Linked DNA regions of Mus musculus: region 1 is linked to region 2. Evidence: chromatin contacts called from public HiChIP or PLAC-seq data. All regions are on one chromosome and are shown on one strand. The core of a region is the stretch at or near the end of the contact, and the rest is flanking DNA. Distances in the headings are between cores, read along the strand shown.

What was found. HiChIP or PLAC-seq counts read pairs in DNA pulled down with a chosen protein or histone mark.
Region 1: a contact with region 2 is called in an H3K27ac HiChIP or PLAC-seq map of embryonic stem cells, with 15 read pairs. The contact joins the promoter of Exd2 here to the enhancer-like site in region 2. A contact is called at or near these places in 1 of 484 Hi-C or Micro-C datasets (granulocyte-monocyte progenitors), 4 of 115 datasets of contacts at active chromatin or transcription factors (embryonic stem cells, memory CD8 T cells, pancreatic cancer cells and 1 more) and 2 of 9 other capture datasets (liver and pancreatic islet).

What each region holds. Positions count from the first base shown.
Region 1 is chr12:80,461,738-80,465,844 of GRCm38.p6, forward strand. Exd2 (exonuclease 3'-5' domain containing 2) reads left to right here and starts at 1,358. Exons shown (of 9, transcript NM_133798.3): 1 at 1,358-1,543.
Region 2 is chr12:80,221,884-80,226,065 of GRCm38.p6, forward strand. All of the region lies in intron 1 of Actn1 (actinin, alpha 1), which reads right to left. Among named protein-coding and RNA genes, the nearest start is that of Actn1, 36 kb to the right of the region's middle. Within about 2 kb of position 2,653, at least 21 of the 459 cell types and tissues checked have an H3K27ac peak or open chromatin away from gene starts, as enhancers often do. A contact at or near this core is called in embryonic stem cells, where this site is marked.

The sequences.
Region 1 (4,107 bases), core at 108-2,607, 240 kb after region 2:
GGATTTTATAGAGTTCTAAAATTATTATGGGCATTTCCCTCAAATTTCTGTATCTTCAAAAGATGTCCTCTCACTTCTCACATTGTATGTGTGTGTGCTCAAGTGCTACTGTGGATGTTTCCAACCAGCCTCTAAGCTTCTTGAGTGGACAGAAAAAGATGAAAATTTATAAACAAAACAAAACTCCTTCCTTTTTGAGATAGCGTTTCGTGTAACCCAGGCTTACCTCAAATTTATCATTGTAGCCTGAGGTCTAGATCCCCACCACTGCATAAACGGGGTGTGGTGGCCCAAGCCTGCCTGTAATCCTAACACTTGGGAGATGGAAGCTGGAAGATCAGGAATCTAAGGTCACCTTTGCTCACATTTTGAGAGTTGAGAGCCAGATTGTGCTACACAACACCCTGCTTTAACCCCCTTAAAAAAAAAATCAATCCTGAATGAATGGTTTCATATATAGACAATATTGTGGTTGTTATGAGGATATAGGGACCAGGAGAGATGACAACAGTAAAGAGCACTGGTTGCTCTTCTGGAGGACCCAGGTTCAATTAACAGCCCCCACACAATAGCTCAACACTTTCTATAATTTTTTTTCCTTTTCTTTTCTTTCTTTCTTTTTTTTTTTTTTGGTTTTTTGAGACAGGGTTTCTCTGTGTAGCTCTGGCTGTTCTGGAACTCACTCTGTAGACCAGGCTGGCCTCGAACTCAGAAATCCACGCCGGCTCTATAAATCTTTTCCAGGGGCTCAACGCCCTCTTCTGGCATCTTCAGACATGTACGAGAGGGGAGAGGGAGAGAGGGAGAGGGAGGGAGAGAGAGGGAGATGGGGAGAGGGGAGAGAGAGAGAGAGAGAGAGAGAGAGAGAGAGAGAGAGAGAGAGAGGGAGAGAGAGAGAGAGAGAGAGAGAGAGAGAGAGAGAGAGAGAGAGAGAGAGAGAGAGAGAGAGAGAGAGAGATTAATGGCTATAATATATAACGCGAATGAAGAGCACATTCTGTAAACAGTTTCCTTATTTTCCCGCTCGAATATAAGAAAATTAATGGGGGTGGGTGGGTATGGGGGACTTTTGGTATAGCATTGGAAATGTAAATGAGCTAAATACCTAATAAAAAAATGGAAAAAAAATAAGAAAATTAATGTAGTGGAGAAACGCTACCCTGGGTAAAAGAGAAAAAATGTCCTGTGTTGCATTTGTGAGCGAAAGTTCAATAGGCTTCTTCCTTCAAAGCCAAAACCAAAAGACGAAGCGGCATCTCAGAAAACACCACTTTTCTGAAGACATTAAGTCTTCGCAATTATAACCCTCCTTCCCCATCCTTTAACCGAGAACCTGGGGAGGAAATGCTGCCCTAGCGGCTTCCGTACAAAATGGCGCGGCCCATAGGCACACACCACGGGGGTTGTATCCTCCTGGCCAGCCACTGGGCCGGAAGTGGCTACGGCTTTTATGCATCCGGGTGGGTGCGCCCAGACCGCCGCGGGGGTTCCAGCTTGTCAGCGTGGGGTGCCGCAGGTGTTCGGTCGAGGCTGGAGGCCGCAGGTAAGGGAAGCTCGGGTTGGCAAAGTCCTCTCTGGGGTTGTGTGGCAGGCAGAGGGGTTTCCAGCGCGGCTCGAGAGGGTGGTGATGCTGAAGGGACCACTTTGCGCGTGGGCGACTGTTGGGCTGCAGAGGTGCCCAGGCGTTGTTGGCACTGCCCCTCTCCCCGCCCTGAGGCGCGGCCTCTTGGCCCCTCACTCTCGGTGTGGGCGGTTGAGCCCTCAGGTTCGGGGAGGACTCGTCCCGCCATTGGTCCCCAAGCCTTCCCGGGCCGCCCCTTTCCATCCGCCCGTCTCCTCGTCAGGAGCATCCACCAACCCTTCAAGGCTTTCTGACCTCGTCAGTTAAAAAGCAGCCCCCGCCGGGGTTCCTCCGGGCTTCGGGGGACCCGCCCCACCCGGGACCTGCGGGGCCACATCGCTCGCCGCCCGTCGATTTGCTGGGCACCACCTCTGGCTTTGGCTTTTCACCTTTGGCTTTGGCTTTTTTTTTTTGGCGGGGCAGATCAAACTAGAACTTTAAATCTTATTTATTAAAAATGGACAGCTGTTCACCAAAATTCAGACAACTCAAGTATTTATAAGCTTTGGTACACGATTGGACGCAAATTCCCTTATGTAACCATTCCTTAGAAACACAGAACTGTTTTGTTTTTAGTAACTTTTTTTTCTTTTTTTCTTTTTTTTTTTTTCTTTTTTAAAGAACTGGAGTAGTGGGGAGGGGGAGGGTCTCTCGCTATGTAGCCCTTTCTGGCCTGGAACTCAGGGATCTGTTGGCCTCTGCCAAGTGCTGGGATTAAGTCAAGATTTATTTTTGTTTATGTGTGTGCGTTATTTGGAGCCGGAGTTGCAGCCGCCTGTGAGCTGCCTGGTGGGAGGGAGTGTGCTAGGAGCTGAATTTGCGTCCTCTGGAAAAGTAGCTGGTGCTGTTGAATTATTTTGTTGAAAATACATCTTTTTCTCTTCACATAATATATTCCGACTGTGGTATCCACTTCCTCCACCCCTTCCAGTTCCTCCCCACCTCCCTTCCCATCCGAATCCACTCCCTTTCTGTCTCAATTAGAAAACAAACAGGCTTCTAAGGGGTTATAATAAAATCGAACAAAATAAAATATAAGCTAAATAAAACCATCAAATCAAAATTGGACAAGACAAACAGCAAAGACACCAAGAGAAGACATACGAGTCAGAGACCTGCTTGTTTGAATCCTCAGGGATCCCATAAAAACACTAAACTGGAAGCTGTAACTTAGTGGAGGACCTGTTGAACTCCTGCGTGGGCCCTGGGCATGAAGCCCCAGCCTCTCATGAGTTCCTATGAGCTTTGTTGAGTTCATGTAGAGGGTCTTGTTTTTTAGTGTCCTTCATCCCCTGTGGCTCTTACACTCTTTCCACCTCCTCTTTGGGGTGTGGGGTCCCTAAGCCCTGAGGGGAAGGGTTTGATGGGAGGCACCACATTTAGAGCTGAGTGTTCGAGGTTTGTCACTGTCTTAGTTAGGGTTTTACTGCTGTGAACAGACACCATGACCAAGGCAAGTCTTATAAAAACAACATTTGATTGGGGCTGGCTTACAGGTTCAGAGGTTAAGTCCATTATCATCAAGGTAGGAGCATGGCAGTATCCAGGCAGGCATGGTGCAGGCAGAGCTTAGAGTTCTATGTCTTCATCCAAAGGCTGCTAGTGGAAGACTGACTTCCAGGCAACTAGGGTGAGGATCTTAAGCCCACGCCCACAGTGACCCATCTATTCCAACAAGGCCACACCTCCAAATGGTGCCATTCCCTGGCCCAAGAATATACAAACCATCACAGTCACTCTGCACAGTGTCCAGCTGTGGGTCTCAGTATTCACATTCTGCTACAGGAGAAAACTCTTGATAAAAGCTGAACTGATCTAGGAGTATAGCAGTATGTCATTAGGAGTCATTTTACTGCCTCCCCCTTTATGAAGAGTGGTATTTGTTCTCACCCAGGTCCCTGGATTATCTAGTTTCTTGCTGTTGGTCACCACAAGCAATGTTGGGTATAGGTTCCATCTCAGAGAGGGAGCTTTAAGTCAGATGAGATGTTGGTCAGTTATTCCATGAGCTTTGTTGTCACCACTGCCCTAGCATATTTTGGAGGCAGGACGCCACTGTAGATCAGAGGATTTGTGGCTGGCTTGATGTTTCTCTTTTGGTGGCATGTAGAGTACTTTCCTTCCTGTACCAAAGGCACTAAACCATAGGGGTGAAGGCTCTACGTGGGCGCTAGCTTGTTTCTCCATGTTCAGTGAGTTCAGCAGTGGGGCTTTGGAGTTAGTTTCTGGAGAGCAACCCATAGTCTTGGCAACAGACTCAGTTGTTTGGGGATGAGACGTCTTTGGCCAACAATTCAATTAGGTGTAACCCAGTCCTAGTACCAGAAGCTTCATTTGGTGACAAGGTACCTGGCTGGGACTCTGTCTCCCCCATTATTTGGCTATTATATTTAGATCATCTTTATATATTTATTTATTGTAGGAAGCTTCTATTGTATTTGGTTTCCATACTAATTTTAATTGTCTCCCCCATATTCCCTACCTCT
Region 2 (4,182 bases), core at 1,403-3,902:
AGCACCCGGAGGATGCTGGGTGACCAGGGGACTCTACAGCACTTCTAGAGTGTGGTGTGCATCCCATGAGGGACTCAATGTGCACCCACCCTATAGCTCAGCAACCCCCATCCAGGACAATTGCCTATTGCTGCATACTGGATCGCATTGTTGGTAGGTAAAGAGTAGAGGGGTCCGAGAGGCTCTGTTGTGGGAAGGCTTTAGGGGAAACGTGATGGTCAAACAGTCAGTCATCTTGCATGGAACCTCGATGACAGTAGGCCATGATCAAAGAACCTAATTACTTCAATTCCCTTAACCCAAGGTCTGGTCACATGTCTTTTTCTTGAGCACACAGTACAGATCAGCACCTTAAAAACTAGTTCAGGGATGGGTGGTGGTGGTGGTGGCAGTGCACACCTTTGATATGAGCACTCAGGAGGCAGAGGAAGGCAGATCTCTGAGTTCAAGGACAGTCTGGTCTACATATAGACCTAGCTCCAGGACAGCCTGGGCTATGCATCTTGAAAAACCAAAACAAAACAAAATGAAAGTCCAGAGAGGCTTTGGGATATAGCTCCATGTTAGACGTTGACAAGTATGTTCAAGTTCCCAGTTCCCAGAACTACATACATGCGTGTGCACGCACACACAAAAAGCAGCATAAAAACTCTTAAACCCCTTCAGTAAGGAGAAGTAGCCATGGTCTAATTGATGGGGCCTGTTACCATCACTGTGCTCCCAGCCTGTTCTGGAGAACCATCAGCTGCCAGGGGTATCGGGAACCCAGCCCAACAGATGTGCAGCCCTGGCTGTTGGCCAATCCCTCAGTATGACCAACCTGACTCCAGGGACAGGGCACACAGACCTGCAGCAGGCAGCTAAGGCACACAGACACACTTCTGTGGAACCAGGTATCTGGCAGACCCTTTGTCTGAAGTGCTGGGAAGCTCAGAGACCTCTCCCAGAGCAGGATCAGGGGCTTCATCTGTGGGACAGCATGGTCACTGCCCTCCTCTGAGATCAGAGTCCACCACTCATTCCCCAAGGAGGGCTCCTGGGCTGCAGGGGGAGTCCCAGGTCAGCTATCACTCTGGCCTCCTCCAAACCTTGAGAAGAAAGCACAGCGTCACAGCCTCACATAAAAGATGGATGGACACTGAGGGCTAAGAGAACGGCTTCAAGCCTCAAGAGGAGCAGAGGCAATCAGTCAGACTTTGAAGCTAATCAATGCTTTTGGCTACTAGAACCACCCAGTGAATGGCTCACTCAATATGCATATCCAACTCACTAAGGCATGTGTCATCTCAGCTGATCGGCTCCATGATCCTCCATTAAAGGAGGAGATGGGGTGAGAGGCAGCGGCAACCTCTACAGCACCAGCTGAACTAAGACCTTTACTGTGGTTCGTGGGATAGCTCAGGCTCTTCTAGGAAAGCCAGCTAGCCGTAAAGACACAGTGTGACCACCCAGCTCTGCCTGCCACCCTGTAGGTAGATTGGGGTATACAGTAACGTGAAGACCTTTTTAGTTGTCCCCGGTCCCAGACAGAAGAGGGAAGCTAAAGGGCAGCTCAGGACACAGACCGAAAAATCACCTCCAATGTTCAGATCCAGCCAGAAGGGGGGCGCTGGCCCTGTGGCTCCCTGGGGATGCGGAATGGGTCAGGTCGGGCAGGGTTCTCTTCTAAGGCTCAGTTTTGGGACGGTAGAAAGTGGGTTTGAATTCTTGACTCTTGGCTTCTGAACACAAAGCCCATTGAGAAAGACAATGAATAATTAAAGAGGCAGCCAAGCCGGCAGGCAGTGTGGAGGCCAGGGTGTGAGCAACGCCCTGTTTGGGCTTGGGCTGGCCCCCTGTCAGCAGCCTCTCTGGAAGCAGGCCAACACATATCCTTCTGATCAACCCCATTCTCTCCCCACCTCCCTCAGGGAGTTGGAGCTGACTCATTCATTCATTCACTTGTTCATGCGTTCGTTCTCAGTGAGTACTGATACTGTAAGTGAATAAAACCAGTTCCTAGGTCACGGAACCTAGAGTTTCCACAGGGGACGAAAGCACAGGGCAAGCGAAGTGCCTATGTAGGAAATGCCAGAAGCATGAGCTCGTGGCTGGGTTCTGACCTGACCCCTGTTCTAAAGAGTGCTACTTAGGTGAAAAGTTTGCAAAAGAGGCGCTCCAGATTATAGCTAAGGGGGAGGGGGCTGATAATAAAAGCTATTCGTATTACATCGCCAGTGAGAACTGAGCTGCATGCATATGCTGCAAGGTACGGGGAGTGGCCGTTCAAGCAGAAGAAACAGAACAACCAAGGCTCTAGGTAGGGCAGAAGCCAACTCAAAAAAACAAAAAGAAACAAACATAGCCCCTGTGGCTAGCACCAGAGGTGAGCACAGTGCCAGAGGCCCTGGAACCTGGGTGCCCACAGAACATCGAGATTATTCTCCCTGAGAACAATGGAAGCCACTCACAATCTCTGATCGGATTTCAGCTGAAATAAATAAAAGGGCGGCGAGGTGGGTGTGAGATGTGGGTGTGGGTTAGCACACAAGGACACCTTCATCTGGCAAAGAGACTTCATGCTGCTGCAAGCAGATGTAGACAAAGGGGTGACCTAAGACAAGGTAGCTCAAACCCAGCTGGTGAATGCAGATAAGTGGGTGGGGCCTAGACACACTCCAGGCAGGGGAGTTCAGAGACCACCCCTACCCCACCAGGCATCACATCTGAGCTGAGCCCACAGGGAGGGAAGGGGAAGGTGGCAGAGTCGCTATGCCCAGCCGTACTCCTACAACTAACCAACACTCAGGCAAACCACCCTGTGAGCCGTGAGAGCCCCCTGGTAAACCGGGGGTGTAGAAAGCCTAAAGATCACCTCCCAGGCACTGGGCCAACCAGCCGGCATGACTGGCTGCAAGCAGCTACGCACATTCCCATCTGAGTTGGGGAGCCAACCTTGCCCATGCTTCTACAAGGCTCTCCAGACCAATCAAGATGGACAAAGGGACACTATGTATCCATGGGACTTCCTCAACAGCCTCGGCAGGAATTGCAGCCCTGCCCACCCTACCTAGCCCATGCCACGTAAAACACGCCTTCCCATCCTTTTACATCCCAGCACCTATTGATTCTCAATGGCTCTGGGACAAAGCCCAAGGCCTGCCAGGCTCACCTGGGTCTTAATTTTCAGAAGGCACACCTGGGGCTCCACCTCATCATCTGTCACCTCAGCTGCTCTTTACAGGCCCCTAAGATGGCCTGAGAGAGTCACCCCTCACTTCTCCATCCTTTAAAGGAATATTTGCAGGAACATGGACACATGGCATCAGAAGCCCCGAGTTCTAATTCTGGGTCCACCGCTGGTGATCAGGTTTCCCTCTACAATGTCCCCCACTTTCAGAGGATTCCTCTCTGCCTCCTATCAATGCGCTGCATCTGGTTAAGATCAATTATTCAGGGAGAGTGAGCTAAAGAGAAAAAAAAAATCACATTTCTCAAATTAGCCCCATTATATCAAATGCTGTCAGAAATCCCACCCTGACAAATGCCACTCTAGTTCAGGAGCCCTAGGGTGGGGCCCACAAATTAGTATTATAACAGGCACTCCAGGCAAACCCTGTAACCAAGCAAGCTTGGACAACTGTGGGCTAAAGACATACACAAGAAGTCGGGGCTCCCGGCCTTCGCAAAGAAGGCTAAAACACAGTTCGATTCATCCCACTATCTTCACACCTATCTACACGCGCTCACCAGGTACAAGACACCAGCCCAGGTGGTCTACATCCGACATGCTGGTTTAGTTCTAACAAGGTCCCCACAGGGCACACATCCCTGTCTGTCTCTACTGGTGAAGAAACTGGGGCCTAGGGAGAGGCTTCAACGAGTAAGGCGCTTGCTGCCCAAGAATTCCCAGCACCCACGTAAAAAACCTGGGGTGGTGACACATGACGGTAACCCCTGTGCTATGGAAGCAGAGACGAGTGGCACCCTAGTTCCCTGGATGAATCTGGGAGCTCTAGGTTCGGTTTGAACAACTAAGTAGACACCAGACATCAAGCCCATATGCATGTGTGCAACCACCACATGAACACATACACAAAAAAAAAAAGGAAAGGGGGTTGGAAGAGAAACTGAGACTGGAAGACACAGCTGCTAACATGCCAACTCTCTTCCAAACACCCTATGTCTGCTGCAGAGCCTCTC